Regions from separate parts of the Pan troglodytes genome. Here region 1 is linked to region 2. The links are chromatin contacts, called in public HiChIP or PLAC-seq maps. All regions are on one chromosome and are shown on one strand. Each heading gives the region's core, a stretch centred on a gene start, on an enhancer-like site or on the middle of the called end of the contact. The rest is flanking DNA. Distances are from core to core; before and after follow the strand shown.

The links. HiChIP or PLAC-seq counts read pairs in DNA pulled down with a chosen protein or histone mark.
Region 1: a contact with region 2 is called in an H3K4me3 HiChIP or PLAC-seq map of stem cell-derived excitatory neurons, with 5 times the contacts expected there. The contact joins the promoter of NYNRIN here to the promoter of ADCY4 in region 2. A contact is called at or near these places in 1 of 7 Hi-C or Micro-C datasets (a lymphoblastoid cell line) and 1 of 1 datasets of contacts at active chromatin or transcription factors (stem cell-derived excitatory neurons).

What each region holds. Positions count from the first base shown.
Region 1 is chr15:22,692,875-22,698,850 of NHGRI_mPanTro3-v2.0_pri, forward strand. NYNRIN (NYN domain and retroviral integrase containing) reads left to right here and starts at 1,503. Exons shown (of 9, transcript XM_016925935.4): 1 at 1,503-1,690; 2 at 1,834-2,048. The coding sequence starts at 1,851.
Region 2 is chr15:22,628,904-22,634,701 of NHGRI_mPanTro3-v2.0_pri, forward strand. It overlaps ADCY4 (adenylate cyclase 4), which reads right to left and starts at 2,127. Exons shown (of 26, transcript XM_063793240.1): 1 at 1,921-2,127; 2 at 1,530-1,718; 3 at 1-20. The coding sequence starts at 1,688. RIPK3 (receptor interacting serine/threonine kinase 3) reads right to left here. Exons shown (of 11, transcript XM_063793265.1): 4 at 5,459-5,604; 5 at 5,286-5,332; 6 at 4,910-5,077; 7 at 4,732-4,799; 8 at 4,123-4,497; 9 at 3,922-3,982; 10 at 3,238-3,432; 11 at 2,407-2,589. The coding sequence ends at 2,519.

The DNA of each region.
Region 1 (5,976 bases), core at 253-2,752, 63 kb after region 2:
TAACTTGATTCCTAAGATTGACCTCTTCTGACCCTCAACATGGCCTCTTTGAACATAGAATTAAACCCAGGAGTTCTCCATGAAGATGATCACCATGCTTGGGGTTCATGGTCTGATAGAGGAGGGCAGTAAGAGTTAAGTATTCATTCAGGGAAGGAGTGGGGAGCAGGGTTATGTGGCTCTCACCTTATTTTGTAAGAGAAACTGAAGCACAATAAGGCAGGAGACTCTTTTGCTAAAAGGAGAGCAGTCAGAGGTGGAAAGAAGGCCTGAGATGGAGATTCAGCCCAAAGGCCTTCTGCTTCAAGGTACTAGAGAGGGGCAGGACAGGAGGACCAGGCAGGGTGGAGCAGAAGGCTTTGGAGCCAGAAGTAACACAGATCATTTTTTCCTTTTCTGGATTCCAATCTAGGGAGAAGAATCAGGTGTGTAGGATGAAGTAGGGTGTGGTGGGCTGAGTCCAGTCCAGACCAGGAATAGCGTGAGCCCCTCCCTGCCCCCAATTGGGCCCCTTCCTTGCAGTGGGGTGCTCCTGGTCCCTTGCCTGCACACAAACACATGACGACCCTGCAGACCAGATGTTCCAGGGCAGGCCTAATTTAAAGTCTGATGCCTTTTGACCTCATAGGTATACTTGTGTCTATCAGACTGTGGCTCTTCGTTTTAGTCTGGAAAATAAGATCATTGAGGCCGAGACATAGGCCCTGCCCTCCACAGGGCCAGGTTCTATTCAGGCCCAAGGCTGTATAAGGTGTTCTTTGTGCTGGGGATGTGAGCAGAGCCTGGGTGTTGAAGGTGGTCCCCTAGCCCAGGGTTAGTCCCAGACCACTGATGCCAATTGGCTGACTGGTCAGGGGTTGCAGGAGACCTCGGAGGTTACATTACTGCCCGGACCCTCTATCTCCTTCCCCTCACAGCATAACTCAAACGTGCTAAAAAGGGCTTTCATAAACAACTCAAGTCTGAAAACTCTGGCAGCTCTCCCGCCCCTCCAGCCCTGGGGGGCTTCAGGAGGGTCTGGGCTGCCCGCCAGCTCCAGGCTGTCCCTAGACTTCAGTGGGGGGTGGGGAGTCAGTGCTGTTACCCTTTCCTTCCTGCTTGGTCTCCAGCCCAGAGTTTCCTTAGGCCCCGGCCTCCCTGGGCTCCCCACCCTACTCTACCTTAACCCTTTCCTCCCAGGGAAGGAGTGGCCGAGGTCCCCGTTCTCTTGGGACGCCTGGGAGAGGCGGTTGGGGGTAGGGGGGAGGTGGGGGTAAAGGGGAGAGATCCTTGTTCCAAATCTCAAAAAAGGGTGCCGGAAACCAATCCTCCCCTCCTTCCTCTTCCCCGTCCTTCCACTAGCAAGAGGGGAACGTGGAAGGAAACTAACTTTGACCCCTGGATTCTGGCTCTGGGCCCAAAACTTGGGTGGAAGGCAGAGGCCTCCGGGACCCTCCCCGCCCCCTCCTCCCCGCCCCGGCTCCCCCTCCCTCTTCTCCGCGCCCCTTTAAGCTATCCAGCAGACGGAGACAGAGTTGATCCAGGAGGGGCTGGCGGAGTGCTGGAGGGGGAAGGCTGGGGGCGGAGGGAAGGGCGGCAGGAGCCCGACCGGTCCCACCCCTAGCTACAACCCCGGGCAGGAAGAGCTCGTCGCGGTAGCAGCGGTCGAAGGGGACCAAGCTCCAGAGGGCGGGCGCCCGAGCCGTGCCGGGTGGGTCCCGCCGCCTGGAGGAAGGAGGCCGTGCGGGGGGCGCGCCGCGGGGAGGAGGGGGCGTGGCTTAGGCGCCTGGGGCTGGGGGCTGGGGCGCCTGCCGCACCGAGACCCGGGTGACACTATCGTCTTCTTCGTTCCAGGAGCGGGCGGGGCAGCCATGCTCCTGTCTGGGGGCGATCCTCCGGCGCAGGAATGGTTCATGGTGCAGACAAAATCGAAGCCTCGGGTGCAGCGGCAGCGTCTGCAAGTGCAGCGCATCTTTAGGGTCAAGCTGAACGCCTTCCAGAGCCGCCCGGACACCCCCTACTTCTGGCTACAGCTCGAGGGGCCCCGAGAGAACATGGGCAAAGCCAAGGTAAACAGCTTCTCCCCACCCCCACCCATCTCTTCCAGCCAGATCACTCTCTCCCCTTCCCCTGGGGAGATGGTGGTCCGCAGAGGCACCACCCACCCTGCCCCCGCCTGGATTTGGCAGTGTGGCAGGCAGGTAGTGGGCCATCCTCCTGCCTCGCCAGATCAGCCTGCGCTCCTTCCATGCCCGCTTCTTCCCTCTGGTTCCTTCCTTTCCTGCCCCACCCCTTCCCTACGTGTCACCTCTGTCCCTCAAGTGCACTGAGAGCACCTCCTCGGTGTGTGTCCCCCATGAGACTTCCCTGGCCAGGGCCCCAGCATCAGCAGTCCCACTTTTCCATCTGGGGAGCAACTCAAGGCGCTGTATTTCTGTGGCCTCTGCAACACACCTCTTTGTTCTCCACCAAGACTGAAAGGCCCAGGTCCTTCTGTCTCCTTTTAAGTCTCCTTAAATCCTGGGCTGCCCCTTGGAGCCTCTGAGTACTAGGACTGGAGGGGCCTTTAGAGATGCTTCTAGAGTGATACTGGCATTTTACAGATGAGGTACTGGTGGCCAGAGAGGGTAAGGGGCCTGGCTGAGTGCTCAGAGGCAGGTAGGTGAGGTGGTGGGGGTTGGACCAGAACCCAGGGCTCTGGGCTCCCTGCCCCACACTCTTGATGCCACTCAGCTTCTTGCAGGGGTTCAGAGTGGGGTGCAGCCCTCTTCCCAGATTCCCAGCCCTTGGAGATGGGTGGGAGTCTGGGAGGAGGGCTATGGGTTTTCAGATGAAAGGGCTTGCTATGTGGGGCTGGACCTTGGACAGGCCAGATCACAGTGCGCCTCTCTTGCAATCTCCCTGGCTTCTCTCACAAGCTTTTCCTCCCCTTGGGCCTGTCAGATTCCACTGTCCCCCAAGGTTTACCTCTTCCCTTAGATTCCTTTATCTTACTTCTTCTTTGTAGGAATGCCACAGGAATGCCACAGCCTCCCTCTGCCCCAGACCACCTTCCCCTTCACCATGCACACCTACTGCAGATGGGTTTATACCTATATCTTAATTGGTCAAGGCCATGGGTGGGGAGGCCCAGAACTCGGCCAGCCAGTCTGGTAGGCAGGCAGGCTGGGAAGTTCCTCCCTCAACCCCTCTGTGGAGCTGCTGGGTCAGCAGTTTTTCCAATTTTGACAGAGGTGCTAGGAGAGGGAAGGGGTGTCTTCCCAGAGAACATATGTGCTGGAGGCCTTGAGAGGAAGACATTTAGAAGCCGGGGTAGGGTAGGCTAACAAGAGGAGTGTTTTGGGTTCTTTGGGTTCTTAATCTTTTTGTTACTTTGAAAGGCAGCAGCTCACCCTCTTAGGGGACTCGCACTTTCTTTTTCTTTTTTTTTTTTTTGAGATGGAGTTTCACTCTGTTGCCCAGGCTGAAGTGCAATGGCGTGGTCTTGGCTCACTGCAACCTCCACCTCTGCCTCTTGTGTTCAAGTGATTCTCCTGCCTCAGCCTCCTGAGTAGCTGGGATTACAGGCACGTGCCACCATGCCCAGCTAATTTTTGTATTTTAGTAGAGATGAGGTTTCACCATGTTGGCCAGGTTGGTCTTGAACTCCTGGCCTCAGGTAATCCACCCGCCTTGGCCTCCCAAAGTGCTGGGATTACAGGCATGAACCACTGTGCCGGGCCAGGACTCACACTTTCGGAGGTACCCCCCCCCCCACCCCCTCCTTGCTCAAATCCTGGATTGGCTTCTCCAGGCCTACCTGCTCCATCTCCCTCTGCTGCTTCAGGGTTCTTCGGACCGCAGATCTCACACCTCAGGCTCCCACTGTAGGCCCAGCTAATGGAATCAGTGGCTCCCTTGATTCCTAGCCCTGTTCCTCCACTCCCCCTTTGTCTTCCCTTTGGGAAAGGCATTGTTGAAAAGTGGGAACCCAGCGTGAGGGGATTCTGGGTAGCTCCCTGCCTTATTGTACACAATGAGCATAAAGGAGACTTTGTTGGCAATTTGGAGAAGGAGGACAGGGAAGGTGGGGGGGGGTTAAAGTTTTGTCTCGGGGTTAGGGGATCTGGGTTTGATATGCTGTCACCAAGTTACAACCAAGATAGGAAGGGTATGGTGAGGAGAGTTTGAGACTGGGGTTTGCTACCTGTTAACTATTTGAACTGGGTGATCAGATCAAATAACTTATCCTCTCTTGAGCCATTTCCCTCATCTATGGAACAGACTATAATAATACCTGGTTCATGAAGAGTTTGTGAGAGTCTGCTGAAATCATGCATGTTACAATATTGTTATAAAATGTGGAGAGCTATAGAGTATAGATGTTAGCTACTATTGTTTTTGACTAGCTGCGTAACTTTGAGCAAGTCCTTTTCCCTCTCTGAGTCTCGATCTCCCTGTTTGTAAAGTGGAAGTCTTGGATTAAATGCTGTCTAAGGTCCAGCGATCTGACACATAAACATTTCCCAAGTGTAAGGATGTCTTGTGGTTCTCATAGGGAGGCAGCGTGGCTGGTCCCAATCTCAGCTGTAGGGACACAGAATCATGCACTTTGTTAATGGCATACTGAACATAGGCCAACAGGCAGAGAGGACTCTGGGAGACTATAGGTTGCAGGACTGGGGAAGGGCTGATGGTGAGGTGGCTTGTTGGGGTCTGAGGGGAGGAGGGGTCGAGAAGGATACAGGCTCATCTAGAGAAGGGCCTGAGTGTGTTTCTATGTGGTTGGTTTCTCAGGAAAATCTCTGTAAATCTTGAGTGCTTTAAAATTGTTTTGTTGTGGTGGGATTAAAAAACACTGAAGACAGGCTGGGCGCGGTGGCCCACGCCTGTAATCCTAGCACTTTGGGAGGCTGAGACGGGCGGATCATGAGGTCAGGAGATCGAGACCATCTTGGCTAACACGGTGAAACCCCGTTTTTACTAAAAATACAAAAAATTAGCCGGGCGTGTTGGCGGGCGCCTGTAGTCCCAGCTACTTGGGAGGCTGAGGCAGGAGAATGGCATGAACCTGGGAAGCGGAGCTTGCAGTGAGCCGAGATCGCGCCACTGCACTCCAACCTGGGAGACACAGCGAGACTCCGTCTCAAAAACAAACAAACAAACAAAAAAACACTGAAGACATTACTGTGAAACACATTCCCAGGCAGCAAAACAAACACTGGGGAGGCCTCTCTGAGGTGAAATCAGTGAGTGGAGAGGCGGGTTTTAGTAATGATCAGAAGAGGCCCGGGACAAGCCCTGCTCCACCCTTCTCCCCTTTGGCAATGAGGTGAGGATGGTGTGGGCGGCAGAGAAGAGAGGTGACCACTGCGGGAGGTGATGGGGAGGCTAAAGGCAGTGGTAGTGGGCAAGAGTACCTTCTGGAGACTGGGTTCTGGAGCTCTGGGACAGGGTGTGGCCTGCTGACATCTGGCTTGGCTGTCAGATGGAAGTTGAACTATCTTTGCTGCACACTAACTGTGAGCAGTACCCTGAGAGTTGGTTGCGGTCAGTGCCTGGAGTTGGCTCCTATGGACCCACTGTTAAAATTTCGGGAATTGTGCAAGCGAGTGGAGGAGTATTTACAGCCATGGTGGGAGTATTTATGCCACAGAAATTGGCAAATGCGACAAATCAAGGTTACCCCCCACCCCCAGCTGATTGTTAAACATTTACCAGGACACCTGCTTGTGTTGTGGGCACTGAATACTTCTTTTTCTTTAAACTTAAATTTTCTTTTATCAAAGTAATACACATTTGAAAAGTCCAATTATTAAAAAAGGCTTAGAAGAGCACACAGAGGTTCCCTGCCCCGGCCCTCCCAATTCCTCCTTCAGTAACCATCCCCACTGACAGTATTTGCTCTGGCATTTACGCATCTCCACATTTCTAAAAGAATATGTAGACACGGTTGTCTTTTAATTAATCGACGTTTGCTGCTATCTTTTTTTGGTCCTATTATCGTATGTGAGGATT
Region 2 (5,798 bases), core at 877-3,376:
CTCGGGTCTGAGGTCAGCTCCTGTGGGCAGGGGTGTGTGAGGCAAGATTGTGACAGGGAGAAGGAACGAACCTGATAAAGGAAAAGCCGGCAGCCCAGCCCCTCAGCCCAGTTCTGAAAGGTGCCTCAAGCCTAAGTACGAAAAGGAGGCAAGGCACCTCCGCTTGCCATTCACTTTAGGTTGAACCATTTGAAATTGCTTGTGTCCTACTGCTTTTATCTAGACTCAGCAATCTCGTATGGTTTTTGTTGGTTGGTTGGTTGGTTTTTTGAGACAGAGTCTTGCTCTGTCGCCCAGGCTGGAGTTCAGTGGCGCGATCTCGGCTTACTGCAACCTCTGCCTCCCGGGTTCAAGTGATTCTCATGCCTCAGCCTCCCGAGTAGCTGGGATTACAGGCTCCCGCCACCACGCCCAGCTAATTTTTTTTTTTTTTTTTGTATTTTTAGTAGAAGACAGGGTCTCGCCAAGTTGCCCAGGCTGGTCTCGAGCTCCTGGGCTCAAACGATCTCCCGCCTCGGCCTCCCAAAGTGCTGGGATTACAGGCGTGAGCCACAGCGCCCAGCCTCCTGTTGTCCAACCTATTATCTTGCTGGGACAGCTACCCAGAAGATCTGGCTCCCATCCCCTATTTGTTTCTGAGCCTCAGTTTTCTTATCTGTCAAACGGGAACCAAAGCCTCATGAAGCAAGTGAAAGATAGATCCAAGCTCACAAGGAGGCACTTCGGAATGAATGTCTCCAAATCTGGCCAATTTGCTCGGGAGATTCCCGGAGCCGGGGACCGCGGCCGGCAGCTTGAAGGGCGGCGCGAGGCAGCGCTCGAGCAGCAGGGGGCGCCAGGACCCGAGGCGTCCCGCACCTCCCTGGCCACCAGGGCTGCGATCTCGCCACCTGCCTCAACTCCAAGCAGAAGCTGCACAGCCGTCCCAGCATTTTGTCCCCACCTCTTCCCGGATTTAGGCGTGGACCAGCAAGGATTGGCCGCGCCCGGTGATTTTCCCACCTTGCCTCCAAGCAGTGAAAAGAAAACCCGGGGCAGGCCATTTCTAGAATTGGATTGAAGACCTTCTTCCTCCCCAAACAGAAACTGGACCTGGGTTTACTTTGGGACTCAGTGAGAGCCCGGTGGAGGGTGCCTTCTGGGAGTCTGTGGGTACAACTGCCCTACATCCCCTAAGAGGGAGAGAAAGGCAGGAAATGAATTCCCCAGGGGCCTCCTAGAATTTCCCCTTTGGAAAACTGGAAAATCCGGTGATGGATTTATTGTAGAACCCGTAGACCACGGATGTTCATAAAGTCTGTCAGAACCCGGACCGAAATGAGAAGCATCCAGGACTCAGCTTTTTCCCTGAGCAGACCCAGAAGGGTAGAGTGACTTGCCCAGGGTCACTGCAGTTCCTAGCCAGGCTCAATGGTCCTTTCTTTCTCTGCTCCCAGCAACGAAAACACATCGAAAAGAAGACCCCACAAACCCCAACCCCGAAAATGCTCCCCAGGTAGAGACCCTCCCGCAGCAGAGGCCCGGCTCACCCTGCCGCTGGCCCAGGCCACGGCGAGCAGCGCCGCGAGCGCACAGAGCACGATCCCCAGCAGCAGCAGCAGCAGCGGGTACTGCTGGCTCAGGCTGTAGTAGGTCTCGTAGAAGAGGTCTTCGCTGGGGGGCGGCCGGGGGCTGAAGAGGCGGGCCATGATCTCCCCAGCCCCGAGCCCCGGGGCTGGCTAGGGCCGGGCGCCGGGTTACCTCCTTCGGCCCGGCGGGCCCCACCTGAGCTTTTCTCACCCGCTCCAAGCCGCTACCACCCCGCGCCCCCAACCTCGTGGCAATCCCGTCTCCTTTTTCAGGCCCTCCCTGCGGCCTCCCAGCCCGCTCCCAGCTGGCGATGAGGGGATCCCTCAGTCCTTTCCTCCTCCTCCCTCATACCCGGATTGTAGAGGTGCCCTAGAAAAGCCTCATCGCCAGGAGGGCAGGATTTGGGGTTGGTGCGAGGGAGCCCCGGGTTCCCCTGATCCCCGAACTCACTGCCCGCGGCGCTGGCGCAGCGGAGTGGGCTAGGTCCGGGGAGGGAGCCGGGGACCTGATGGCGGAGTCACGCTCGCCGCTGCGCTCCGGCTCAGAGTCCCGGGCGACAGGCGCTTCCCTCCCGGCGCCGCGGCCCCCTCCCACTTCCCCGACGGGACAGCCCGGCCCCTTCCTGTGCCAAAGCCGGACTCCCCTGGTCTCCTCCCGCACTTGGTTTTGTCTCTCCTAACACCATCGCCTCCCCGCTTCAGCCCCTTCAGGGAAGGGCAATGTGGACCCTGGGAGAGATGCGAAGGGGTGGGCTGGGGTGGACCCAATGGGATGTGTCCAAATGGAGGTGAACGTTTGGTAGTGGGGAGACCGAGGGCGGGGGGCTGAAGCCTGGCGAGAATGTAGGGAAGAATGTGGGTCCTGGTGGGGATCTAGGTCAGAGTTGGGGGCGCTCATTCTCCTGACGTCTCTGCTTGGCTGGCAACCACTACCACCGGGTTTGAACTGTTCATGCTCCGTGGGAGGGGTTGCGCCTGTGTATAGCTTTAGGAGTCATAGCTTTCCACTCTCGAACAGCAACTGGGAATCAAAAGGGAAGCAATGTCTAGGAAGCAACCTGAGTGTGTGGTGGAGGCAGGTATGTGGCGTCATGATCTCTAAGAGCCTGGGGGCACCGTGCGGGGCCAGGTCTGTGATCTTTCACATCAACTCATCCCTCCCCAGAGCCCTGCAAGTGAGTCTTGAGAGCCCAGAAGAAAAGGAACCACAGCCTCTATCCCCAGAGTTTTAGGGTTAGGGTGGGGTTGCCATCCTAGGCTTTAGAGGAAGCACTGCCCTGAGATTAGAGAGTGGTCTGGGGAACCAGGCCTCTAGGATTCCTTCCTGTTGTAGCCAGCTGTGCCCTGACCTTGTGTGCCAGGCCATTGCCCACTCCCAGCCCCCAGCATCCCCGCTTCCTGCCATAGCAGAGCTGTGGTGCCTCCCTATCCCTCACTGGCAGCTCCCACCCCCATCCCAGTCCCTCCCTGCCCCTGGCTGAGCTCAGACTGACTAGCATTCCATCATGTTTATTGACTCCTGGGGGACAGGTCACAAAGTCAGTTTGTGGGCAGGCCAGACTGCCCTAGAAGGAAGTCAGGGGCCTCAAGGAGTGGCACTCTTCCTTAACTCGTAACTCTTGGAGGCAAGCTTGGAAAGTGCTTTATTTCCCACTATGATTATACCAACCCTGTGGCCTGCTCCAGGCTTCAGGATCTTTAGGGCCTTCTTGCGAACCTACTGGTGGGGGGTGCTGCAAGCCCCTCCCCTTGCCCGAAGGTGCCAGGCCCCATGTGGGCAAGGCAGTTGTCTGTTGCATAGTCAAGTAGTTGTTGTCTCCAACTTGCACCCCAGAGCAGTTGTATATGTTAACGAGCGGTCGCCCTTTAAGAGAAATAGTGATGGTGGCAGGAGGGTTTAGCTGTCAGAAAGGCCAAGTTGGGGGTGGGTGGGGAGTATGAAGTCTCCACTTGTCAGTGGCTGTGTCAAGGTGTGCCCTGTGCTCCTCCCCTCAGAGCTCCTCTCCAGAATTGGGTTAGCAGAAGCTCTAGAGAGTGGCAATTGACATTTGAGACCCTGATCTTTTTTGCTGGGAGGTCCTCTGGACTGCTGAAACAATGGAACTTAGGGGGCTCACAGAGCTGGTGTTGTGGAAAGTTAGAAAATTCAGGGACAAATCCAAGCTTTGTTGTGTGACCTCAGAGGGCTCCTTTCTCAGGGGGAGTCGGTTTTCCCATTTATGAAATGAGAAGGTTGAGTTAGATCATCTTCTCCCCTCCCCTCCACAAAGTACCCTGAATCTAGATATAGGTCTGGAGGAGGAGTCCGGTGGAAGAATTGAACAGGGAAAAGAAAGAGGTAGAGAATGGGTACCTGTTACTGGATTTGGCTCCGGGGTCCTGCAGGACCAGTTCATGCCTTGTCTCTCAGCCCCCTGCAAACAGCACAGAGCATCCAGTTCTGCCCTGGAGCCTGGCACTCCCACTGCACTCCTCTCAGCCCCAAGTTTTCGCTGGCAAGGGGACAGCATTTATAGGACTCTTAGTGCATCCCCTAATCCTGTCAATGTCTCACCTGATTCCCTCGGGGTCCAGGACTTGGTTTTCCAGTTGAGGTGGGGCTGGGCATCTGGTTTCTGAAAGTTGAGGTCTCTGGAGTCTGGGGAGGTTGGGCCATTGAATCTGAAGATGTGCCTGCTGTCCAGGCTTGTGGAACCTGCTCCTCTTGTGCCCTGCTCCTCTTGGTAAGGCTCGGGCATTTTTTAGGAACAGAGCTGGGAGGCTCCTCTAGATTCAGTTTGTTTAGCCACTCAGAAACCATGACATCATTACGAGAATGCTGGTTTTCTATGGTTCTCCTAAAGCCATCCATTTCTGTCCCTCCTTGGCCTGACTCTGGGATAGAAAATCTCCTATTGCTGCCCCTGAGCTGAGACAGGAAATTCTTTACCTGCAGGGATGGGAGGAGTTTGCTGGGTATGACTTGGATGAGCCAGAGTAAACCCAAGGGAGTAGTCCCTTGGTCCATAATCTGTTGTCTGGGAACTCAGGGGTGGGCTGGGGAGGGTGGGTACAAAGGTCAAGGCATAAAAAGCAGTGGTCAGTGGTGAGTCATTGGATGGCCAGGTAGCCACGTTGTGCCATCCCTGACCAGCTCCTGGGGAGGGGTGATGTTGGCACTCACCGTGGAGACAGCAGCATTCATATTGTTCTCCACCATCTGGAAGGCTTCATCAGTTTTTGGTAGGCATTCTAGAGGGACAGCAGAGTGGAGTGCAGGTGAGCAAATGTTCTTTTCCTGAGAAAAGCCCCCTGCTGACAGACCCAAGCTTATCCTAGATCCAGCTAACTGGCCAGCTCACCCTGGAAGGAGGGTCTGTCCTTGGGCTTACTGCTCCAGCAGAGCTGCATTAGCTCCTTCAGTCCTTCTAAGCCGGGAGTCTCAGGCCCGGCTTGGGGCAGCTCAGCCAATGAGGGCCGGTTCTGCCTGTTGCCCACTGCTTCATACACGAGTGATGGTTCGGTTGGCACTGGAGTAGGGGAGGAGGGTGAGAAGAGAAGCCATTCAGGGTAAAAGGGAATTATCTGCTTCATCATGGAAAGAGGCAGGGAGTGTAATGTGGGGGCACGAGGAGGGAGGAGGGCAGTCTAAGTAGGTGAGCGGGAAGGGGAAGCCTTGGGGCTTTCAAGAGAAGGGCACCTGGGGTTAAGGATCCCAGAATCCTCCTAGAGTCTTACACTCAACTTCTCTTCCAGCAAGCACTGCCCACATTAGGATCCCGAAGCTGCAGGAGACACAAAGCTGAGGATCGGTCCAATCACTGGTAAGACTCCTTTCCTATACATCATCCCCTGGGAGGGCCCAGAGAAGTGTAGGAATCCTGGCTGTGTGTTTGGGCCGGGATCCTTACCTGTAGACATCACTGGCTGTGGAGGCCTTCCGGTTTACATTAACAAACAGTTCTGGGGCCAAGTAGCCCAGGGTGCCCCCTGGCTCCCCGGACCCTGTCCCTGACTGTGAGCCTCCCTGAAATGTGGACAGGCCAAAATCTGCCAGCTGCAAAGGAAGGAAAGAAGTGGGAGGTAGGGAAGACAAGGGGGCCAGAGAGCCTCCAGGAACCCCCCTGCCCCCAGAAGGTGCAGGTTCAGCTTTGTAAAGGGAGTGTGGAGGTCAAGGGAAGAGGTTCCCTTGGATGGTAGATCTAGGTGCCTTGTGGTAGGGCTAGGTCAAGGTCTGAGTCTCCAGGGCTG